Regions from separate parts of the Rattus norvegicus genome. Here region 1 is linked to region 2. The links are chromatin contacts, called in public Hi-C maps. All regions are on one chromosome and are shown on one strand. The core of a region is the stretch at or near the end of the contact, and the rest is flanking DNA. Distances in the headings are between cores, read along the strand shown. Region 1 holds the start of Thpol1 (thrombopoietin like 1). Region 2 overlaps LOC134481030 (a long non-coding RNA gene).

The links. A called contact is a pair of places that touch in the nucleus more often than the background predicts.
Region 1: a Hi-C map of frontal cortex shows a contact between it and region 2, with 2.6 times the contacts expected there. The contact joins the promoter of Thpol1 here to the enhancer-like site in region 2. A contact is called at or near these places in 2 of 12 Hi-C or Micro-C datasets (the A7r5 cell line and frontal cortex).

The regions. Positions count from the first base shown.
Region 1 is chr11:93,686,034-93,690,908 of GRCr8, forward strand. It overlaps Thpol1 (thrombopoietin like 1), which reads left to right and starts at 1,285. Exons shown (of 6, transcript NM_031133.2): 1 at 1,285-1,317; 2 at 2,576-2,726; 3 at 2,943-3,070; 4 at 3,329-3,415. The coding sequence starts at 2,714.
Region 2 is chr11:93,378,368-93,383,105 of GRCr8, forward strand. LOC134481030 (a long non-coding RNA gene) reads right to left here. Exons shown (of 2, transcript XR_010056199.1): 2 at 1-2,311. Among named protein-coding and RNA genes, the nearest start is that of Ephb3, 17 kb to the left of the region's middle. Within about 2 kb of position 1,689, at least 3 of the 93 cell types and tissues checked have an H3K27ac peak or open chromatin away from gene starts, as enhancers often do.

The DNA.
Region 1 (4,875 bases), core at 35-2,534, 310 kb after region 2:
CCTCCCCATCCTCTCCTACCCCCACCACTTCCCGCTATCCCAGCATCAGGCTTCCTAATCTTAGGAGGTATCTCTTATTCAACTGGAGAATTCTGGGATCTGGGCCATACTCCTTAATAGACAGTCCATCCTCAGAGGAGGCACGGGAGAAAGCCTGAGGAAGAACAAGGGAGAGAGGGCAGGGTCAGGCCCCAGGGTCCCAGAGGACAGACTGTGGGGAGACAGGGACTGAGGAGAAAGCACAGGAGCTAGAGCCAGGGCCAAAGGAAGAGAGAGAGGAGCCAGCAAAGAGGTATTTGTGGGGGAGGCTCGGCAGCTGTCTTTCCTAAGACAGGAACAGATGGGCCTGGTTATTTCTCTCATCACATGTATAATGGTAGGACTGGAAGGGGACCATTGAGCAATCAACGGCAGGCTTGCCCACAGAGCTGAGCTCTCCAGGTCCCTGTACCTCCAGGAGAAAGAAGGGTACCTAAGCCCAGTCAATCTATTTGTCTGTCTCTCATTTTGAAACAGGTTCTCATTATGTAGCCCTGGCTGGCCTGTAGCTCACTAGGTAGGCCAGGCTAGCCTCAAACTTCCTGAGATCCACCTGCCTCTGCCTCCCAAGTGCTGAGATTAAAGAGGTGCTCTGGGCTCAGTCTTAACCAAACGCATATCCCTTCACTCCCCAGGTCCCACATATCGTCCAAACCCTGTTTCCTGTAACATGATCATTCTCTCATATAGGCAATCCCTACATTGCCAGTTGGAAAGGGGAAATACCAGGAAAGACACTCCTCTGGAGCAGGGGAATATGGAAGGGAACACAAGAAAGCCAAAGTGCTGTCAGATTTCAGCCACAGGGATACTGTTCAGGGAAAAGAAATTTGGAGAGTCGGGAACCAAAACGTCACCAATCTAAAACAAGACCTCTCTTTCCCAGGGACAAATGTATTCCGCCAGATTTCTCCTGGACAAACCCCTTTCTCCTCTCTCTCACCCGGGCCTCAGGGTCTCATGTGCCCAGGACATGAGACAGCTCCTGCTATTCAGATCCTCTCTAGAGCGTGTGTGGGTGGAGGGACCGGGCTCCATTCACCGACCATGGTCCAGCCGTGGGCTCTAGGCCCGGTAGATAGGAAAAGAAGTCGTCATTTCCGGGGCCTTCACCAGGGCTTGGTGGCTCTCTGCTCTCTGATTGGGCGGAAGTGGCCTGGGCAGGCTAGTGACCCTACTACAGAGGAGGGGCTGTACCCCAGCCAGTGTCTTCCTACCTACCTGCTCCCCAGAGTGCTGCCTACTGTGTACCTGGGTCCTGAAGCCCTTCTTCACCTGGTGAGTGACAAGCACCATTTGGGGTTAAGTGAGGGTATGGTATGAAGAACAAGAAAGAGCTCGGCCCAGAGCTGGGGGAGGGGCAGGCAAACTGGAACCTACAGGCACTGACCTTTGTCAAGAAGAGTGGAGCCTTCCCAGAATGGGAGGAGCGGGACAGAGCAGGGAAAGGGGGTTGGGTAACAGGTTTATGAGGGACTATTCACAGACTCGGTAGAATTCAGCAAAGGTCTGGCTGCGTTGGGGCCATGAGAGAATAAGAAAAGAGGTGCGTGCAGAACAAGAGAACTTTGTCCTGGGGACACAATCCTAATCCCTATTCTCATATTGTCATTCCTGCTAGCTTAAGGTTCTGAATCCTGGGACTGGGGAACTGGCTGAGGTGAGCCAAGGCACAAGAACAGGGTAATAGAGGGGAAGCTTGTGTGTGTTGACCGACCCACAGGAGATCCCAATATTGAATCAGGTGCAAGTCTCTGCTCAACTTGTGAAAAGTGGGGGTCCCAGGAAGGACGTGGAAGGGATCTGGAGGGGGCAGGGAGGCAGCTGCAGCTGCAATGAATACACCGGCCATGTCTAAGGTGAAATAAGCCATGTGAGTGCGGTAGTATCGTCTTGCTCTGTAAGTGCCTCCCAGGACACTTGCCTCAGGAAGGACGTCCTACTTCTATTAGCCCTCTGATTTGAGTAATGGGGCATTTCAGAACTTGGAAATCTAAAGAAAAGTCCTGGGTTTTATTTGCGGGGCAAAAAGGAAAGAATGAGAAACAAGTGTCTCTTTTAATTCTTGTCTCTGGTGGTCCATTCTCCTGCCTCAGCCCCACTCCCAACAAGGTCTCTGTTCCTCAGCACAGATGTGCTCATCTGGCACATCTTGGCCCAATGACCCATTTTCTACTCTTCTCCTGACTTAACGACACCCCCTTCTCTATTCCCATCCCACGTTCTCTCCCAGATAACAAGCAATGGTGCTCAGAATTTGAGTCCACTTAAGCTGGGTATGTAACATCTCGCTGCTCTCAGCAGGGCAGCAATCAGTAGATGGGGCACCAGGACTTCATCGGAGTCACTGAAGAGTCCCCCAACAAAGAGGAGACACTCTATGCTTCAGTCACAAGAAAACATGGGAGAGTCAGAATGCGAAGAACTCTGGCCCTGGCTGGCCCGCACCTCAAGGCCTCCACGCACGTGTTTCCCTGCACCAGAAAGTCTTTTCCTTGAGACCTGATGAAAGATTCACTATTTCTGTCATTTTCAGGATAGATTCCTTGGCCCACCTGTCCCCACCCCACTCTGTGCAGAGGTACAAAAGCTCAAGCCGTCTCCATGGCCCCAGGAAAGATTCAGGGGAGAGGCCCCACACAGGGAGCCACTGCAGTCAGACACCCTGGGCAGAATGGAGCTGACTGGTAAGGCTACGTGAGGGCTGGGGACAAGTTCAAGCTTGGATTGGCAGGGGACAAGGATGCAGAGGGCTGGGAAGCCCAGTCTCCGGAGAAAAGGTGTCTGTCTGGACACCGGACCCCTGGATTTCAGGTCTGGCTCCCAAATGGGGATCCCTGAGTCACCACCTGAGAGTGCGTTTCTCCTTATCGACCCTTCAACTTCACCTCTCCTCATCTAAGATTTGCTCCTGGTGGCCATACTTCTCCTCACCGCAAGACTAACTCTGTCCAGCCCAGTTCCTCCCGCCTGTGACCCCAGACTCCTAAATAAACTGCTTCGTGACTCCTACCTCCTTCACAGCCGACTGGTAAGCAACCCCAAGCCCTTTGCTTTCTATCCCCTTAACTGAGTTGAGGAGCTCAGGCCTTCAGTTCCTCTCACTCCTGTACTGTCTTTGGCCACACCACCTCGTCTTAGCTCTGGCAAGGGCTACGCTTTGCGTTAATCTCTTAGAAGCTCCCATGAGCATGGTACTAAGGAAGACCATCCCAGTCACGGCCACCCTCCTGACCTCTACTTCAGCTCTTTCCTCCTGCCCCCACCTTTTTTATTTTTTTTTTAACAGAGTCAGTGTCCTGACGTCAACCCTTTGTCTATCCCTGTCCTGCTGCCTGCTGTGGACTTTAGCCTGGGAGAATGGAAAACCCAGACGGTAAGAGGCTCCAGGATTCACACCTGCTAGCCTAGAGTCTTCCCACCAGTCAGTTGGACTGCAGAGTGAGACCCCATCTCAAAAAAAGAAAAGGAGAGGGAGGGGGGAAATTTGTCATATTGCCTTCCATAGCTCCTGTTATTATCGGATCCCTACTGCTCCTCTATTCCTGAAAATTCTTGAATTCCCTGAAAGTCTTACTTTCAGCTTGGCCACCTTATCCCAAATTACATTCACCTATGATGAGCTCTTGAGAAAACAATGCCAAATTTCTGACCAAATAGGCTTAGTTTCATGCCTTTAATCTCATCGCTCAGGAGACAGTGGCAAACAGATCGCTGTAAGTTCAAGGCCAGCAGGGAATAAGATGCTGTCTTAAACACATGTGTGCGTGTGCGTGTAACATATATGTAAATACACATACATATATTTGTACATATGTATATTTGTATATACACGCACATATATATGAGATAGTACGTACATATGCATGCTAAAAAGATTTGAAACTGAATACCATAAAAAGTTGGTTAGAAGCCTTTCGTGTCCATACCTTTGGCCTATTCTTAGTCTTGTTCAGTCTTTTCTTTAATGCATTGTTTATATACACGGCAGCACATGCCATGTAGAGGTCAGAGTCATCAAGCTGGGCCACAAGCACCTTTACCTGAGCCATTTCAAGGGCTCGTCAGCTTCCTGTCTGTCTGTCTGTCTGTCTGACTGACTTCTTGTTCTTCATCTTCCCCTCCTTCCTTCTCCCTTCTCCTTCCTCCTCCTCTTTCCTTCCTCATCCTCCTTTCCTCCTCCTCCTCCTCCTCCTTCTCCTTTGGTTTTTCAAGTCAGGGTGTCTTTATGTCTATCCATGGCTGTCCTGGAACTTGCTCTATAGACCAGGCTGGCTTCAAACTCAGAGGTCCGTCTGTCTGCCTCTGCCTACCGAGTGCTGAGGTCAAAGATGTGCCATCAATGCCCAGCTTCTCAACCTTCTTAAGTTGGCATGGACTCTGGTCTGCTGTCCACAGGTGACATAAAGCAGAAAGTACCACTAAATTAAGGCAAAATCAAGATTCAAATCTTTGCTGGGCATAGTGACCCAAACCAGAAATCTTAGCAGCTCACAGAGTGGGGCAGAAAGATGAGGGGCTACAGGCTAGCCTAGGCTATATAGTGAGACCTTGTCTCAAAAAAACAAACAAACAAAACAAAACAAAACAAAACAAAACAAAAAAAAACGCAGCAGCAAGAGCAAGCCAGGTGGCACTTAGCTGCACTTGTAGAATCCCCTTTCTTTTCAAGTCTCCTAGGAGCCCTGGGTCAGGAGAAGGATGAGTCATATAAATTATAGCTTTATCTCTGTGTTTGTAGCAGGGTCTAACTATGTATTCCAGACTGGCCTTGAACTTGTGATCCTCCTATCTCAGCCCCCTCCCCACCTCACCCTACCCCACCCCCCCACCCCC
Region 2 (4,738 bases), core at 439-2,938:
AGAAAAAAAAATATGTTAGGAAAGGACCTGAAGATCTCCACAGCACACCCGGGGAGATTGTTTCACAAACTTTCGTGCTGTCTTGAGAAGCAGGTGTTATCATCCTCATCTCACTGGGGGGTGGCCTCAGAGAATGTAGAGTTAAATTTTGACTCTGGTCACACAGAGTCAAAATGAGTGGCTTAATTGGACACAGTCTTGGCTCCAGTGGGTCTGTGGGAAAGAGCTTTGGTCTTTCTGGAGTTGCTTCCTTCTCAGTGAGAGGAAGTGAGGGAAGAGGAGTTGAGACAGAGTGAAGATCTGTATGCAACTGCCCAGAGGGAGGTCTCCTGGGTGTATAAGTGCATTGTGCCATCAAAGGGATAATTACTCCTCCCTTCTCCCTAGCATGTGTGTGGTAAATCAGCTTTTCTGAGGGGTGGTCTCTCGATCAGGTCCAGTTGGATTGTGGATTAATTGTCAAGGAAGGAGATGGTAGGGTGTATTGTTTTTGTAAGTTTAGGAAGTCATGTTTCCACCTAGAGTCAAAGCTAGAACTCTTGACTAAGAGGAAGGAGTTTTCCTTAAACATTTTTTAGCTAAATGTGCTGTGTGCGTGGCACAGAATGAGCGGAGAAGTCAGGAACATTCTCACCTCCCACCCGGTTGAGGCAGGGTCTCTTTTGTTCCTGCCGCTGAGTAGTTGACTCCAGGTTATCTGGTTCTTGGCTTCGGGATGATTCTTCTGTCTCCACCTCCCCTCTCAGGGAAGGATTGCTGGGCTTACCGATGTCGGCCACACACTGAACTCTGTAGGTTCTCTGGATGGTTTCTGGTGGACACAGTTTTCCAACAACCCACTACCCCAGTCTGAAGTAGCTCTTCTTCAGCAACTCAACAAAGGTCCTCCTATCGCCATATTGTATCTTAAATCCTTTTTAGGAGATTTATTTATTTATGTATTTTATGTCTGAGTACTTTATTTGTACATACACCTGCAGGCCATAAGGGGGCATCAGATCCCATTACAGATGGTTGTGAGCCACCATGTGATTTCTGGGAGCTGATCTCAGAACCTCTGGAGAAGCAGCCAGTGCTTTTAACCTCTGAGCCATCCCTCGACTCCCTGTATCTTAAATCTTAAGGGGGAGCAATGGTGAAGCTTCCCTTTCTAAGGGTACCAGGTAAATGAGAGGTGGGGTCTAACGCTGATGATGGAGTTGTTCTCAGTGACCTCCAGAGCTCCTAATATCTGCCTTACAACCCGACTTTCACACTGGTTCATTTTCTCTCCTATTCCTTTAATTAGGAATTTCTGGATCTTTGAATCACTGCAGAAGTGGAATCCACCACTCTACTCCTAACCAAACAAAGTATCTAAGCTGTAAGTGAGGTTAGTCACATCACATGAGAAATTTTGTTGTGTGTGATTTGTGGTTTATAATGCTGTCCTCGATGCTGGGTGCAGTGGCACATCTCTTCAATCCCCAATTCCACTGGGGAGTTAGAAGCGGGTATGTCAGGACTTTAAGGCCAGGCTGGACTGTATGGGACCCTATTTCAAAAACAAACAAACAACAGACACACAGACACACAGACACACAGACACACACACAAACAGACAGAAAAACAGGCAAACAGACAGACAGCTAACGATAAATGCATTGTTCATTAATCTCCCGAAAACTCATAGCCTCATTTTATAACCAGGACACTCGCAGTAGCTTGCCTTTAGGTCTATGGCAAGGATTAAACAAGAGGAGTACGGTGTCGCTGAGCACAGGGACTGATGTAAGTAATCGTCCAGTCAAGCTGTGATTTCCTAACAGGTCAGTCAAAAGCTGAGTGGTTTTGTCAGCGAGCAGATTAGTCCTTCCGGTGGGTATGGCTTTCACGGCTGCTGATTGTTCCCCTTCCAGAAGCTTTTACACAGACTCTGAGAGCAAGCTTGCCCGCTAAGTAAAAAAAAAAAAAAAAAAAAATGTGATTCCGTTTATAATATTTCTATTTTTGCCCAGTTGTTTTTAGAACCCTCTTTTTCTATCAGTTGAGGAATTGGACCAGATAAGCTGTGATATGCTTTGCCAATTAAAAAAAAAAAAGCATTTTCACGGTTATATAAGACGAGGAAACTGTGTCTGTCTACTCAAGTATCTTTGGGGCTCAAAAATAAACAAAAGCAGATTAACATTTTATAGAGCATAGTTTTTAGACGGAGGGAGCTGAGCCAAACACTTAACCTTCAGCAATGACAGCCTTGTCAATGACGAGGTCGTTTGTATGCGGCGTGCGATTCAGAGGGAAAACATGCCTTCTATCTCATTCAGCTAACCTGGGAAAATGTAGAAAAGAGAAGAAGAGAAAAGAAAAATTAATCCTAAAGAGCCAATACATACTGTGCAGGGGATTTAAGATCTTCGAAGTGCTTATTTATTGTCTGGGGGTGTGTGCTTAAATATTTCAAATGGGGCACAAACCACAGAGCAAAGAAATACACGCATCCAATCTAGATGGGGACCACAGCGCTGAGGTTACTTGGAGGAGTGTGGACAGCACACAGGCAGCCTGGATGATGGCACAGAGCATCCTAGCTACCTCAGCCACCACCATCAGAGAGGCTCTTCTCCCAGCATCTGATTACCTTCCTAGCCTTGTGATCTTGTAACTTCTGAGCTTCCTGAGACCTGAAAAATCTGGTTAGCTTTGAGCCCCTCCTCCTAGCAGGGAGCACTTCCGTTAGAAGGAAACAGCTACATGGCAACAATTTGCAGAGCCCGTGTCATACAGTCCCAATCTCTGACCGTATAAAAATGGCTAAATATGACCTGGCTGACCCAAACACTTAGACGTTATGCACTCTTTGAATGGTGCAGCACTGACTAGTTCCCCAGCTCTGGAACTCAAACCCAGGCTCAGGCATTGTATCAGAAGCAATTCAACTTCTCTCTGCCCTAGTTTCCTCACTGGGAAACTGGATAAATTATATATCTTAAGGAAGGACTGCGTGTAGGGGCCGGAGATATGGTTCGGCAGATAAGAGCACTTGACTGCTTTTCCACAGGACCCAGGTTCAATCCCCAGCAACCACATGGTGGCTCACAACCATCTGTGATGAGTTTTGATGCCCTCTTCTGGCATGCAGATGTAGATAAAACACTAATAGATAAAATGAATAAATACATCTTAAAAAAAAAAAAGAACCAAGTGTAATGATAGATATTTGAAAGAGCCATAGAGAAACTATTCTGTCTCTAACTTTTGTTGTAGTTATCATTTGAGGCAAGGTTTTGGTGGCTGTGTGTGTGTGTGTGTGTGTGTGTGTGTGTGTGTGTGTGTGTGTGTGTGTGCCTGGCTGTCCTAGAACTTGCTATGTAGATCAGGCTGGCTGAGACCTGGCTGCCTCTGTGTGGTGGTTTTGGCAGAGGCATTACGTGCAGGAAAGGCAAATTCATAACCAGAATAAGAATCTATTCCAGTAAGAACAAAGCAAAGTGGTCCAATGTGGTCACCTAGGGTGCTGGCTGGCCTCCTCGAAGAATGGAGCCATATCTGGGGCTCAGCGTTGGTCTCTGCTGTTGGCAGATCTGGCATCCAGCAGCAGCAAACTTTGTTCTCTTGGGCTGGTTCCAATCCTTCTTAGCTCTCCTCTACAGATATCCCAGGGTTCTAGTACCTCAAATATCTTGGGGCCTCCAAGGCAACTTTAACTTTATAGCCTGTTGTTACAATGTCTGGGATCCATAGACGATCTTCCAGGGTCCTCCAAAGGACCTGGGTCAGTTTTTAAGCTCTTCCCCATGTTGAACTCTAGGCTCTGGTTGATTCCACTCCCTGGTGCTGCCGTTCTTGGTGTCTCTACAGAGGGAAGAGCTTGTATCTCCAACATTCTGGAGTCTTTTGCTACAACCAGTCTTCACCAAAAAACTCTCACAGGCTCTCGTCATGAGACAAATCTCGACTTCATTGCATGACCCCTTCAGTCCTGGGCATCAAGTGCAATTGAGGATGCACCTTCACCAATGGTCTTCCTCGACCTCTCACAGTGCCAAGCCTCAGCTGCTCTCTATGACCCCTTCATGCCTTCAAAACCAGTACCACCTGGGTGACTCTTACACATTCCCAAGTCCAGCTGCAGCAAAAGGTACAACCTTGGCTATCTCTGGGACACAGCTTCTTTGTGCTCCCAATAAGCACTTCCCAGAAGATTTCACCTCAGCAATGCTGGGCTCCTCTTAATCACTGCTAATTTCTTAGCTCTAGCTAACCAGCATCAATTGTCCCAGAAGTTCCTTCTATTCTTGACTCTAAGGTCAGAGCTAATGGCCAAAGCTGAAGAGTTCTGCCACTTGTTAGAGCTGGAACATGTTCCCCTTGTTCTACTACATTATCACCAGATTTCTGTTTTCTACTTCCTTCACTTCCTGGAACTTGATTTCTAGAGTGACCTTGAACCCAGAGACTTGCATGGCTCTGCCTCCTGAATGGGGGGGGGGCAAAGAGGTGGGGTAGGGGGGTTGGGGGGTGGTAAAGGCCTTACTCTAGTGGGTTGGCATAATGCTGCTTGTATTCTAAAACTAAATTGGGGCCCCCAGGGCTGGTTACCCCAGAGACAGAGAGTCCCTTCACTATAAGACACTGAGTAACTCTGCTCCAAGTTATTTATAGTAGGTAAATGATGCCTGGGCAGCAGAAACATAGGTGGAGTTTGGGTTTCATGAGCTTGGGGTACAGGAGGACCAAAAGGTAGAAGGACATGCAG